Linked DNA regions of Danio rerio: region 2 is linked to region 1. Evidence: chromatin contacts called from public Hi-C data. All regions are on one chromosome and are shown on one strand. The core of a region is the stretch at or near the end of the contact, and the rest is flanking DNA. Distances in the headings are between cores, read along the strand shown.

Region 1 (7,103 bases), core at 2,102-4,601:
CAGCTTAGTCCCTTTATTCATCAGGGGTCGCCACAGCAGAATGAACCACCAACTTATCCAGAACATATTTCACACAGCGGATGCCCTTCCAGCTGCAACCCAGTACTGGGATACTCTCTCATGCACACACTCATACACCACGGGCAATTCAGTTGATCAATTCCCCTACAGCACTGTGTTTTTTCAGGTCTAATATGATATCTGCAGTATAATACCTGCTGGATTAATTCCCCAACGTCTCTCTTCTGCTTTCAGGTATTAAGCTGACCCTTTCTGCTCTTCTGGATGGCAAGAACATTAACGCCGGAGGCCACAAGATGGGTTTGGGTCTGGAGTTTGAGGCATAAGAAGCTGTGGATTGCTCCGATCCTGACTTCATTTAATATTACACACTTTATTTTCTATCCCCACACCCTCACACACCTTATTTCTCCTGAGCAGGAACACACACGGTATACCTGGAGACATGTATGCATTAGCAGCGGCTCACTTTCCCAGAGAGAAACACTATTAGAGAAGAGCGCTCCCCGGTTTATAAGATGTTTTGTCTTCAACACACTCTGCGTTATTTATTTCAGTGTTCATACTTTACAGATGCTCATTTCTTTGTGGAAGTTTACGTCAGAAAACACTAGATTGACATTCCTGATCTTCAGAAAGAGAGCCTGCAGCTCTTTATGATAGATTCCACACGTTTGGGTGCGTCTCATGTCTCCGTCTGGTGTGTGTGTGCGAGTAATCCACATGTGTGTCGTTGTTTTAGCGCTGCATACTACCTGCTGCGTCCGTGCAGAGCTCCTGAAAACAGAAGTGTGTGTCGGGAAGAGCACGAGTGACGTGCAGTTCTGGATGTAGGCTTGTCTTCCATTGTTACATGTAGGATTAGGAAGCTGTGGATTTAGCAGGATGGAGTCCTTCCTTACGTTGAATAAAACGTTCGACCTGTATCACACCTACTGGACTGTGTGTGTTGTGTTCTGTGGGAAAATCTGCCTTTTTGCATGCAGTAAATTCTGTTTATGAAGATTAATGTTTTTGAAAACTATAGGTATAGACTGATAGAATGTGTAATAAATATATATTAAGTTGAAGTCAAAATTATTCGCCCCCTTTGACTTTTTTTTTCTTTTTTAAATATTTCCCAAATGATGTTAAACAGATGCAGGAAATGTTCACAGTGTGTCTGATAATATTTGTTCTTCTGGAGAAAGTCTGATTTGTTTTATTTCGGCTAGAATAAAAGCAGTTATTGTGTTTTTAAACACCATTTAAAGGTCAATATTATTAGCCCCTTTAAGATATTTTGTTTTGGATAGTCTACAGAACAAATCATCATTATACAATGACTTGCCTAATTACCCTAGTGATGCCTTTAAATGTCACTTTAAGCTGTATAGAAGTGTCTTGAAGAATATCTAGAGTACTATTATTTACAGTCATCATGACAAAGAGAAAATAAATCAGTTATTAGAGATGAGTTATTAACACTATTATGATTAGAAATGTGTTGAAAAAATTTGCTCCGTTAAACAGAAATTGGGGAAAAAAAATAAATGGGTAATAATTCTGACTTCAACTGTGTATGTGTGTGAGAAATAAATAAACACAATAAAAGAATTATAAAAATATATAAATATTAGTAAATATATTTAAAACAAATAAAATAAATATAAAAATAAAAACAAAAAATAAAAAAATATAAATATTAGTAAATATAACGAATGTATATTTAAAACAAAAAATTGAGAAATATAAATAAAATAATAATAAATAAAAATAAATTTAAAATAGATCCAAAAATATGACATAAAAAAAAAAAAATATATATATATATATATATATATATTATATTTTATATATATATATATTATATGTATGTATATATTATTTATATGTATGTATTGTTTTTTTATTTGAATATTTTAATTTTCTAATTTTTTGATATTTTATTTAATAATTTATTATATTATATTATATTTTATATACAATATATATATATATATATATATATATATATATATATATATATATATATATATTTTTTTTTTTAATTATGTTATATTTTTGGATCTATTTTAAATGTATTTTTATTTATTCTTATTTTATTTATTTTTATTTTCATATAATTTTTTTGTTTTAAATATACATTAGTTATATTTACTAATATTTATATTCTTTTATATTTTTTATTGTTTTTTATTTTTATATTTATTTTATTTGTTTTAAATATTGCATATATTTACTAATATTTATATATTTTTATAATTTTTTTATTGTTTTTATTTATTTCTATTAGTTTATTTTAATTTGATTTTAGATATTTTAATTATTTTTTACATTTTATTTTTAATTTATTTTCATAAATTAGGTACTTTAGTAAAAACTGATTCACTTTCAGACAAATCTAATATTGGTTAATTGGATATAGCACTATATACTGGATTAGCTACTTCAATTTAATTTAGTTTTATTGCACATGGATTTTATTTATTTAACATCGAACTGTCCAACATTTCAGGAGAAAAACAAGATTAAATAACTAAAATATGACAATCTTCAAAGTTGATTTTTTGGCTGATATTAATAACTTCTATATGACACAATAGAGCGTAGTTACGTAATCAACCTAACAGGTAAAGCCAGTTCTGTTGCTATGTGCGGATTATAAACTTTGCTGCTGCAGAAAAACATCGGCTCATTGTGTTTGCAAGCATTTGATGTTTTTTTTCTGAGGAAAATTTAAATTATTCAAAAGACCTGCAGAACATTTCCTCCATATATCCAATAAACCCTGTTTCAGTATTGGCTGATAATTGTTGACACAGGGCACGTCTAAATAAATACAGCTGCTCTAATTAATGCTGCTTACATTGACCTTAATGCAGTTTTCTAGAAACTGATCAATATGAAAAGGAACGTTTTGTGCTAATGAGATCCAATGACACTATATCAAACTTTGCCTGCATAATCTAATTTACATAGTTTGTTTAAAGACGAATTTTTAAAAAGAGGAAAAGTCAACGGCAACAAAAAAGGAAAGATTTAGTTGCAATTTTGTTGGTTGTAATTTATTTTTGCAATATTTTGCTTGATTTTAATTGTATTATCTTTCAATTTATTAATATGTTTATTAATATTAATAATATTATTTTAATAAATATATCTGTTTAATAAATCTCTTTTGTTCAAATGCACCAAATATATCGCCTATATTCTCTGAGAAACAGATAAAAATATTCATTTTCCAAAATGGGGTGTACTCAATTATGCTAAGCACTTATGACGGAAAATCGAGCACTTGGCAACCCCAAAGCGCGGTGGCTGTACTGCGCATGCGGCTCGGTGACGTCAGCAGAAGATGGCTGCGGTGCGACAGACGCCACTGGAGGACTCAACGATGGTGAAAGTTTTAGTTTTAGTGTCAATGCTGGTGTTTTCCGTGAGCTGCGCTTCACTTCCAATCGCAGGTTAGTGGAGGATTTACCGCTCAACACCTGTAGTGTGTGTTCCCGAGGCCTGTGCTGTTGATGTACTCAAAAACAGCTTTCACTTTCTGTGACAAAGAGAAACTGAATAAACCCCGCGCTCGTCAAAATGTCTCTTTCATCAGAAGTTTGTGCAGTAAAATATGACATGTTTTTAATGAAGTGATATATTTACATATGGTAAAATTAGCCATGAATTAGCTTCTTTGACTCCAATAGCGGAAGTCTTTGCTTTTCGTGACGTGGACACTTCCGGGAGTGACAATGTCAACAATGATCAGACCAGGAAGACATTGAGGTGAAGTTGGCTTTATATTCACACATTCGTTCATTTAACGGTCTCTATATTGTTTACCACCCTAATTTGAATATTCGGTCAGAATTAGCATGCAAGTATGACTTTAAAACAACATTAGCACTATCTAAATGACTGTAAACATGGTTTTACTTTGATAATCATCGACTGCTAATATGATTTCCCTATTTAGAATTGGGAAAGAATACTTTTCTCAAATCATATTATTAAGGAGAATGTCTGAATATCCAAAACCAACTTTACCTCTATAAGAATGACTTCAAAACAACATCAGCACTATCACATTGACTGAATTGATTGAACTTTGATAGTCATTGGCTGCAAATATGATTTCACTATTTAGAGTTTGTAAAGAACACTTTAATGACATTACATTAAGAAGGTGAAAGTCTGAATGTGTGAATATTAAAGCAAGTCTGCCCATGTATTTCAGTGTTTCATGACTCTTGCATTGCTTGTCTTCATGCATAGATGGTGAACCCCCAGCCACTGTGGACAGTAAAGAGGTGAAAGCTCCAGATACACAGAACAGCAGTGATCTGAGTAGCCCGATCGACAGTACTTTGAGTCAGTCGGCAGAGGTGTTGGGTGATGATTCAGCTCCTGCTGTTGAGGGTAAAAACAGCAACAAATCAGTAGATGTTCCCACTGCTCCAATTGCTAATAAAGATACAGAACCACAAGATAATGATCCGAAGAAGCAGAAAAACAACACAGAGAATCTCAAAAGCGACACGGGGAAACAAAAAAATGATTTAAAGCTGGAAACTGACCCCAAGCAGCCGAAAACCGACCTCAATCAGCTGGAAACCGAGCCCAAGCAGCTGGAAACCGAGCTCAAGCAGCCAGAAACCGAGCCCAAGCAGTTGGAAACCGAGTCCAAGCAGCCGAAAACCGAGCCCAAGCAGTCGGAAACCGAGCCCAAGCAGTCGGAAACTGAGCCCAAGCAGTCGGAAACTGAGCCCAAGCAGTCGGAAACCGAGCCCAAGCAGTCGGAAACCGAGCCCAAGCAGTCGGAAACTGAGCCCAAGCAGTCGGAAACCGAGCCCAAGCAGTCGGAAACCGAGCCCAAGCAGTCGGAAACCGAGCCCAAGCAGTCGGAAACCGAGCCCAAGCAGTCGGAAACCGAGCCCAAGCAGTCGGAAACCGAGCCCAAGCAGTCGGATACCGAGCCCAAGCAGTCGGAAACCGAGCCCAAGCAGTCGGAAACCGAGCCCAAGCAGTCGGAAACCGAGCCCAAGCAGTCGGAAACCGAGCCCAAGCAGTCGGAAACCGAGCCCAAGCAGTCGGAAACCGAGCCCAAGCAGTCGGAAACCGAGCCCAAGCAGTCGGAAACCGAGCCCAAGCAGTCGGAAACCGAGCCCAAGCAACAGTTGGAAACCGAGCCCAAGCAACAGTTGGAAACCGAGTCCAAGCAGCCGGTAACCGAGAACAAGCAGCTGGAAACCGAGAACAAGCAGCAGAATAATGACCCTGTGCAGAAGGGTGACGACTCTGTGCAGCCAAAAAATGACCACAAGCAGCAGGATAATGACCCAGAGCACCTGAAACCCTCCCCTGCAGCACCGCAGCCACAGAACTTTACAGAGTACATCGCTGAAAGCACGTTTTTAGGACCAGATCTGGGCTTTGGTGATGACACAGGCAACGACGAAGATGATGATGGCGACGATGATGATGATGAAGTTGTTGATGAGAATGATGTAAGCAATGATGTTGAAGTTAAGGGTGGAAGCTCGTGGGATGACATCAGCTCTCCTGAGGATAGCCAAGGAAAAAAAAATTACCCTCAGGGTTACAAAACTCCTCCTGAGAGCTCAGAGATAAACATCTACAGCACCCAGGATGAAGACTCGCACTTCTTCTTCCATCTGGTTATCATCGCCTTCCTGGTGGCCATCATCTACATTACCTACCACAACAAGAGAAAGGTACGCTTCTCCTGACCAATGCATATCCAGAAATGGTTTTGTCCATGCTTAATTTAAGGTATAATTCTTACTAATAACCCTTTAAAGGGCTCCTATTTGGCAGAAGTTTACAGGACATGCGACATGAACATTCAAAGATGCCTTTTCAAGAAATCTGTGTTTTTAAAACTAATGAAGACAAGCAGAATCCAATGATTTATTTGACAAAATATTTGAAATGTTTCTTAAAATAAAATTCCTTGTGTTCAATGGGGAAAAAGTACATTTAATCCAGACATTTAAAAAGAAGATATTTTAGAGAATCACAATACCGTGAAACTGCGATGATTTTAGCCAAGGTTATCATACCATCAGTATATTATACCAGTCCATGCCTAAATGAATGCAACAACAAATGCAATAATGAATGCAATAGTGAATGTAACAATCAATACAACAATGTATGCAATAATGAATACAACAACGAATGAAATAACGAATGCAACAACGAATGCAATAATGAATGCAACAACGAATGCAATAATAAACGCAATAACGAATGCAACAACGAATGCAATAATAAATGCAATAATGAATGTAATAACGAATGCGATAATAAACGCAATAATGAATGCAATAACGAATGCAACAACGAATGCAATAATAAACGCAATAATGAATGCAATAACGAATGCAACAACGAATGCAATAATGAATGCAACAACGAATGCAATAATAAACGCAATAATGAATGCAATAATAAACGCAATAACGAACGCAATAATAAACGCAATAATGAATGCAATAATAAACGCAATAATGAATGCAATAACGAATGCAACATTGAATGCAATAATGAATGCAACAACGAATGCAATAATAAATGCAATAATGAATGTAATAACGAATGCGATAATAAACGCAATAATGAATGCAATAACGAATGCAACAACGAATGCAATAATAAACACAATAATGAATGCAATAACGAATGCAACAACGAATGCAATAATGAATGCAACAACGAATGCAATAATAAACGCAATAATGAATGCAATAATAAACGCAATAACGAACGCAATAATAAACGCAATAATGAATGCAATAATAAACGCAATAATGAATGCAATAATAAACGCAATAATGAATGCAATAACGAATGCAACATTGAATGCAATAATGAATGCAACAACGAATGCAATAATAAACGCAATAACGAATGCAATAATAAACGCAATAATGAATGCAATAACGAATGCAACATTGAATGCAATAATGAATGCAACAACGAATGCAATAATAAACGCAATAACGAATGCGATAATAAACGCAATAATTAATGCAATAACGAATGCAACAACGAATGCAATAATAAACGCAATAATGAACGCA
Region 2 (7,103 bases), core at 2,850-5,349, 140 kb before region 1:
TCGTCATCAGTTCACTAGTGCTGGGCTCAAGATTACAATCAAGAGCTCCAGCATTCAGAGCTGTTCTGAACACGGCAGATACAGCCTGAACATTCTAAGAACGCTCTCTTTAAATGTGTAAACAAACGATTATTCACTATTCAGCTACTCTGACTGATGATGAGCCCACAATAATGTCTTACTATCATAATCAATTATCAGTGCTGGCCAACATTAATCTATAAACAACTTGTTTGGGCACAATTTAAGTGTGTGTGTGTGTGTGTGTGTGTGTGTGTGTGTGTGTGTGTGTGTGTGTGTGTGTGTGTGTGTGTGTGTGTGTGTATTTAGTATCTATATATAAGCACACACATGCATAAATACAGTTGAAGTCAGGATTATTCGTCCCCTTTGAATTTATTTTTCTTGTTTAAATGTTTCCCAGATGATGTTGAACAGATTGAGGAAATGTTCACAGTGTGTCTGATCATATTTATTCTTCTGGAGAAAGTCTGGTTTGTTTTATTTCGGCTAGAATAAAATCAGTTTTTAATTGTTTAATCTTCATTTTAAAGACAATATTATTAGTCCTTTTAAGCTATATTTTTTCAGACTGTCTCCAGAACAAACCACTGTTATACAATGACTTGCCTAATTACCCTAACTTTACCCTGATTACCCTAGTGAAGCCTTTAAGTGAAGTTTAATTGTAAACAAATGTCGGGAGGATCACCTGCTTATGATTGTTCACAGCTGTTCCAACTTTAGCTCATGACTAATTATCCTATCAGATGATCCTTAACTCACTATGAATAACCAGACTCAATATCTCCGTCTTGAAGATCTCCGTCTTTTTCCCCGGGTCCTCCGGTTTCCTCCAACAGTTCAACAACAAGCACCCTAACAATTAATCTGAAATATTTTAGCCAGCTCTGAGTACACCTTCTCAGCATCTATATCTGACACTTAGCTACAGTAAGCAGGAGGGGGAGTCATCGAGATCTACCTGAGCTAAAACTCCCCTCTCACCTAGCAACGGGAGGGAGCCCAGGGCTCGAGGATCTTATAAGCTCAAGGCTCTACACTGTAAAAAATGGCCGTGATTTCAACGTAAAAAACTGTAAAAATGCTACAGTACAAATCCGTAACCAAAATAATCTGCCAATGGGGTCAGCAAAATAATATTGTTTTTTCTTTTGACATAAGATTATTTTGCTGACCCCATTGGCAGATTATTTAGCTTGTTTTAAGGGAAAACTCACTTATTATTGGCATATTATTTCTCAAAACAAGAAAATGTTTTGCTTGTCTGGAAAATCCTTCTTGATTTAGGAATTTTTGGATATTTGGACTAGAAACAAGACAAAAAATCTACGTAAAAAAAGCATTTATTGCAGTGTAGAGATGAGATATTAAAGGTATATGCACAGAAATGTGTTGAAAGAAATCTCTCTGTACACACACACACACACACACACACACACACACACACACACACATGTATTAGTGAAAATAAACTTTCCGTGTGAACGTGATTAACGGTGATTAATCTGAGCACTAGGATTAACCCTTTACATTGAAAGACTCACTGGTAAAAACCCTGAGTTATTTCAAGACTTCTGCATTTAAATAAGATTTATATTACAAAAAAAGGAAAATACTATATAACAATTTATTCAAATGATTATTTAACGTCTGAAACATTCAAAGCAAAACATCCTTTTTAGCCTGCCTCAGTCTCAGTGTACATTTAACATCTTTACTGGAATAATGAAGGCAGCATAATGTCCTGCTCTACAATATATACATGAATACATCTGACCCCGCCCACTCCTATCAGCCAATCACTGTGTGCATAGTTAATGAGCATGCTGACATCACCCATAGCAGTGATCTGAGCCCCGCCCTCACTCTCAGCGTCAGACTTCTCTGTGTTCCTCTGTATAGTTTGGCTCTGCAGCTTCATGAGCAGGTTTAGAAGAAAGAACACATGAAGAATGGATTGTTTGATTGATTGTCTGTTTGTCTTGGAGCTTGGTGTGATTACAGGTGATCTGCTGCGCTCACAGGACAGATCTATCACATATGGCTAATATCAAACACATCAGCAGTGCCGTATATTTGTGTATTCATTACCAAAGCACTCACGTAGTTGTCACGGGCCGACCAGCTGGGGTAGAGCTGCATGTGCAGCTGCCGCTCCTTACGGGCCAGCTCATAGTACTTGGCCTGTTCCTCACGGGTCAGAGCGTGCCACTGTAACACACACACACACACACACACACACACACACACACACACACACACACAGGTCAGATTGTGCTACTGTAACACACAGACTCACACACACACTCACACTCAGATTCACAGACTCAGACGCACACTCAGGCACTCACACACACACACACACACACACAGAGACTCACCCGGCGGCCCAGGATCTGGTTGATGGCGGCGCTCTCCTTCAGTGTGCACTCTGCGATCACTTTAGCGCGCATCTCCTTCATGTACAGCATGAACGCATTCAGAGGCTTCTTGATCACCGGCTTCTTGGGCTCCTTCTCCCGCTTGGCCTCCGCATGAGACTTGCTGGAGGACAGAGAATCACACACACGCGTCACTACACCGTGGTAAAACACAGTAAAAGCAGCTCAGGTGTTGTCTTCTCGTTCATTCCTGACACACTGGTTTTAAAGTAGCCTGTGTCTTTATTTAAAGTGATCTTGTTTTTCCAGCTAAAGGATTTCCAAGAGTTTCACACACCTGACACCCAAATGCGCAGCGGATGCAGAAAGTATTCACGCTTCGCACGTGGTTACAGCTTTATTCTCAGAGTTTTGAGGAAAATAACAAACAATTTGTGAGGGTGAAATGTTGTAGCGGCACTTAAAGGTGTGTAAAGGTGTGCAGTGTGCAAGTTTGACACCCAGTGGTTGAACTAGGTATTGCACTCCTGGTGCAGGTTGCCAGATTGATGACCAAGGGTGTTATAAATATGTTAGTTTTATTTCAAAGAGTTATAAAATTACAAAAATTAAAAACTCTCTGTGTATCTATCCACTGGAACCTTGCAGATGAGTGATGAATCCGCTGATTTGACGATGTTTTTAAATGTTTTCTCCAAAGCTTGAAACGCTGTCAGTGATGTCATCAGCACAAGCAGCCAATAGTGTTCAGCTTTTTCTGACGACTCCTCCCTCAAAATTTCATTGGCTGTGGTTTGGTAGCTTGATTTGTTTAGTTGTTGTCAGATCATGTAGTGTGTGACCCCCTGTGTTGCGTAGTGTGAACACCACAGAGATTAAAAGACACAAAGTCAAGTCATGTAGTGTGAACGGCACAGCGATCTGCTGAGGTTTAAAATCCTGTAGTGTGAACTAGGCTTTAGCTGAAGGGGTTTCATGCAGGTTCAGGTCTGGGCTCTGGGCACGCCAACACATTTACAAACGTAATTAGGCTAAGAAATTCATTATATGTGTGTGTGTGTGTGTGTGTGTTACTTCAGAGACTTACTTATAAATGCTCCTGTCGAACTGATCGTGCTCCTGCTTTCCTGAAGGGGGCACTATAGCGGGGTGAGGGATTCCTGTGGGGTGCATACCGGACTGCAGCATCAGAGAGTGAGAGAACCTGCAGGCGCGCGCAGACACACACACACACACACACACAAACATAAACACAGAGTTACATGTCAAATTTTAAAGACGTCAATGCGAAGGCACGGTGAAGACACTGCGCTGACAGAAAGCTGCTGTTTGCATCTCCATGAAAGGGTCAGTTCACCCACACATCAGCATCTGCTCAGTGTCTAATCTCCCTCAAGTGTTTCCAAACATTCACGAGTTTCGTTCTTTTGCTGATCACTAAAGAAGATATTAGGAAGATGAAAGCCTCTAACCACAGACTTCCATAGCAGGAAACACTACAGGTTTCCAGCATTCTTCAAAATATCTTCTTTGTGTTCAGCAGAAGAAAGAAACTCAGACAGGTTTGAAACAAGTGGAGGAAATGAGGACAGAACTGACATTTATAGGCGAACTGTGCTTTTTAACTGTGTGTGTGTGTGTGTGTGTGTGTGTGTGTGTCCAGCAGATGGCGCTGCAAGCCTTTTCTACTCAACACACACTCCACCAGTCAGACAGATCATCTGGAGCTGAGACACACACACACACACACACACACACACACTCCGGATCTGAGCCCTCCACACGGGGCCAATTGAACAAAGATGTGCCCGGGCTGCTGACATCTGACAGAAACATCACACACACACGCACACACACACACACTCACACAGCCTGCGTGTGTTCCTGCTGTAAGAGCATTAGTGTGTTTGTTCTTGTGATTCGGGTTTTGGGCTCCAGAGGAAGGATTTGATCATGAACATGACAAAAGCAGAGAGAAGAAAAACTGACGGATCTGAGACTCACACACACACTGAAGCTCCAGTGGAGTAAGGGCGCGCGCACACACACACACACACACACACATATACTTATTAACTCACAAACACACTCACACACACATGCAAACACACACTCACTCGCACTAAAGTACAGTGCTGGCAACAACAAGGTTTTGGGTTCGACTCCCAAAGGAAAAACTCTTCAATAAAGCGACTGATATCCACTGACTGCCATCATCATCATCATCTTCATCCTCATCATCCTCAGCGTCGGCTAAATGCAGACATATAAATGCAGCAAAGCAGAAAGCATTTGTGGATGTGTGATCCCCGGTTCCAGCCGCTGCTTTACATCCAGCATTACTGAAACAGAGCAGCTCTTCAGATCACTAATATAATAATGAGTAAATCTGTGAACTCCAGCTGAGGCCAGACATGTGGAAGAGTTCCTCCTCTCAGCTACTTTTGATTTGTTATATTCAGCCACAGAGACAAAAACAACAGTGAATACATTCAGAAAAATCAATAAAAATATGATCAATAAAATATGAAAAATAATGTAGAGAGGGTGAAGACGAGCTCACCCCTCTCACATCTCTCTTTTAACCCCGGAACAGCTCAGGAAAATACATAAATAATATAATAAATGAATAAATAAATAAATAAATAAATCAATCACAGTTGGGTTCCTTGAGGTCCTCCTGACTCCACTCATTCACAGACCCGTTACACAGGGAAACGTCAGCTTTATATGATTGTTTTTAATCACTGTTCATCTTTATTTACGCAGTGTTTGTTGGTTATTGTGTACTGTTTTTTATCCATTTACAACACAAACACACAACTACGCCATCATTTGACTTATGAAAACTTTAATTTCAGATCCTGCCCTAAATTGAAGACACTGGTTCATCTTCAGCTCATATTTCTTGATGCTTTAGAAAACTTCCTCACAAACTGATATTTATAATCAACAGATGTATTTTAACAGTCCAGAACGCACCATCATGCTGTATTCTGTCACTTGCTGTTGTCGTCTGAGATATTTTTGATTGTTTTCTTTTGTAAAATGTTTCAGTGTGCCAAAATAAAAAAGCCGTAGACAGCGACACGTGCATGTGTGTGTGTGTGTGTGTGTGTGTGTGTGTGTGTTCAAGTTGATTTTGTGCTTTAGTGTTTGTCCTTCATTTATTTATGAATTTTTTCAGAGTTTTGTAGATTATTTTTGCCAATTTATATATATATATATATGATCTCTGTTGCAGTCGTGTGTGTGTGCGTGTGTGTGCGTGTGTGTGTTTGTGTGTGTATGTGTGTGTATGTGTGTGCGTGTGTGTGTGTGCGTGTGTTCCCTTTGTTTTATTTGTGCTCTGCGCCCAGGCCTTTACAGAAATGTAAAACATTTCAGACTCATGATGGGTTTAAATGTCTTTTACACAAATGAATCTAAAATAAAGAGGTGAATATTATCAGTGACCCCAAGGAAACTAAACAGTGATTTTCTTTACAGACATTTATAACAACCAAACCAACTCCAGTTATTTGTGTTATTATATTTTAATAATAAAAATACAAATAATAAAAATTATAATAAAAATTATACCAATATAATCATTAAAAATAATTATATTTTATATTTTTATTATTTTATATTCTTTTGTGTTATTTGTGTTAGATATTTTTGGAAAAGTTGGAGTTTCATGCCCCTGAGATGAAGGAAACAAATATATATATATATATATATATATCACCACCTTAGAATTATAAGGTTCTATCTGACATTTAATTTTCTTATGATTTAAAGACTTATTTACATTATGGGATGTTTTTTATAAGTTGTTTACATTAAGACGTTTTATTTAATAAACAATAAGGGTTTATCTACAAAGTGGAGCTCAGCTTGGCTCTATAAGGTTCTTTCAGCATTTTGAATGCACACGAGGACCAATCAGGATCAGCTTTTTGTCATTTCACCGGACTGCTCCATTGTTATAAAACTATAGTTTATTAAATATGAAATGCTGTTCCTTGTGTATATATAGTCACAGAAACATTCTCAGGGTTTATTAAACTCATTTGCTCTTAGTTTGTTTTCTTTTCAAGTCTTTAAATTTGACATTAAGCCTTGAAGGCAAATCATTAATTTAATTCATGGCTTCTTAATTACAACAATGATTATGACCATATTAAATACATCAAATTAACATCTGCACTGGACAAAATATGTAGCACAGCCTTGTATGCTTAATTTAAACAAGACATTCATCCTAAAACATTAATTAAATGTCCTTTCTCAAACATCAGCATATTGGTACAACACCAATCTTTCTTTTTAATTCAATTAATGAGCAGCCTGACTGTATTTCTTACAAAGTAATGCTTCATTTCATGATCTGCTGGACAGAACTGTATAATCCCAAGCAGAAATTGATCTTTGAGGATGAGAAGCTTCTGTCTGCATTTACCCTGTGTGTTTTAACCCCAATTTAGAAATTTAGGAGGATTTTGATCATCTACATCACAGGTGTCAAACTCAGTTCCTGGAGGGCCGCAGCTCTGCACAGTTGAGTTCCAACCCTAATTAAACCCACCTGATCAAACTAATTGAGTCCTTCAGACTTGTTTGAAACCTACAGGTAAGTGTGTTGGAGCAGGGTTGGAGCTAAACTGTGCAGGGCTTCGGCCCTCCAGGAATTGAGTTTGACTCCCCTGCTCTACA

The links. A called contact is a pair of places that touch in the nucleus more often than the background predicts.
Region 2: a Hi-C map of hematopoietic stem cells shows a contact between it and region 1, with 2.1 times the contacts expected there. The contact joins the enhancer-like site here to the promoter of si:ch73-269m14.2 in region 1. A contact is called at or near these places in 2 of 18 Hi-C or Micro-C datasets (caudal fin and hematopoietic stem cells) and 2 of 4 datasets of contacts at active chromatin or transcription factors (embryo and gastrula embryo).

Annotation. Positions count from the first base shown.
Region 1 is chr21:49,345,930-49,353,032 of GRCz12tu, reverse strand. It overlaps si:ch73-269m14.2, which reads left to right and starts at 3,351. Exons shown (of 3, transcript XM_003200909.7): 1 at 3,351-3,467; 2 at 4,273-5,732. The coding sequence starts at 3,359. It overlaps vdac1 (voltage-dependent anion channel 1), which reads left to right. Exons shown (of 9, transcript NM_001001404.1): 9 at 256-956. The coding sequence ends at 347. It also overlaps a transcript of ddx46 not described here.
Region 2 is chr21:49,482,862-49,489,964 of GRCz12tu, reverse strand. It overlaps tcf7 (transcription factor 7), which reads right to left. Exons shown (of 11, transcript NM_001012389.3): 6 at 3,493-3,609; 7 at 2,406-2,568; 8 at 2,116-2,235. It also overlaps a transcript of ddx46 not described here. Among named protein-coding and RNA genes, the nearest start is that of skp1, 20 kb to the left of the region's middle. Within about 2 kb of position 4,099, at least 9 of the 62 cell types and tissues checked have an H3K27ac peak or open chromatin away from gene starts, as enhancers often do.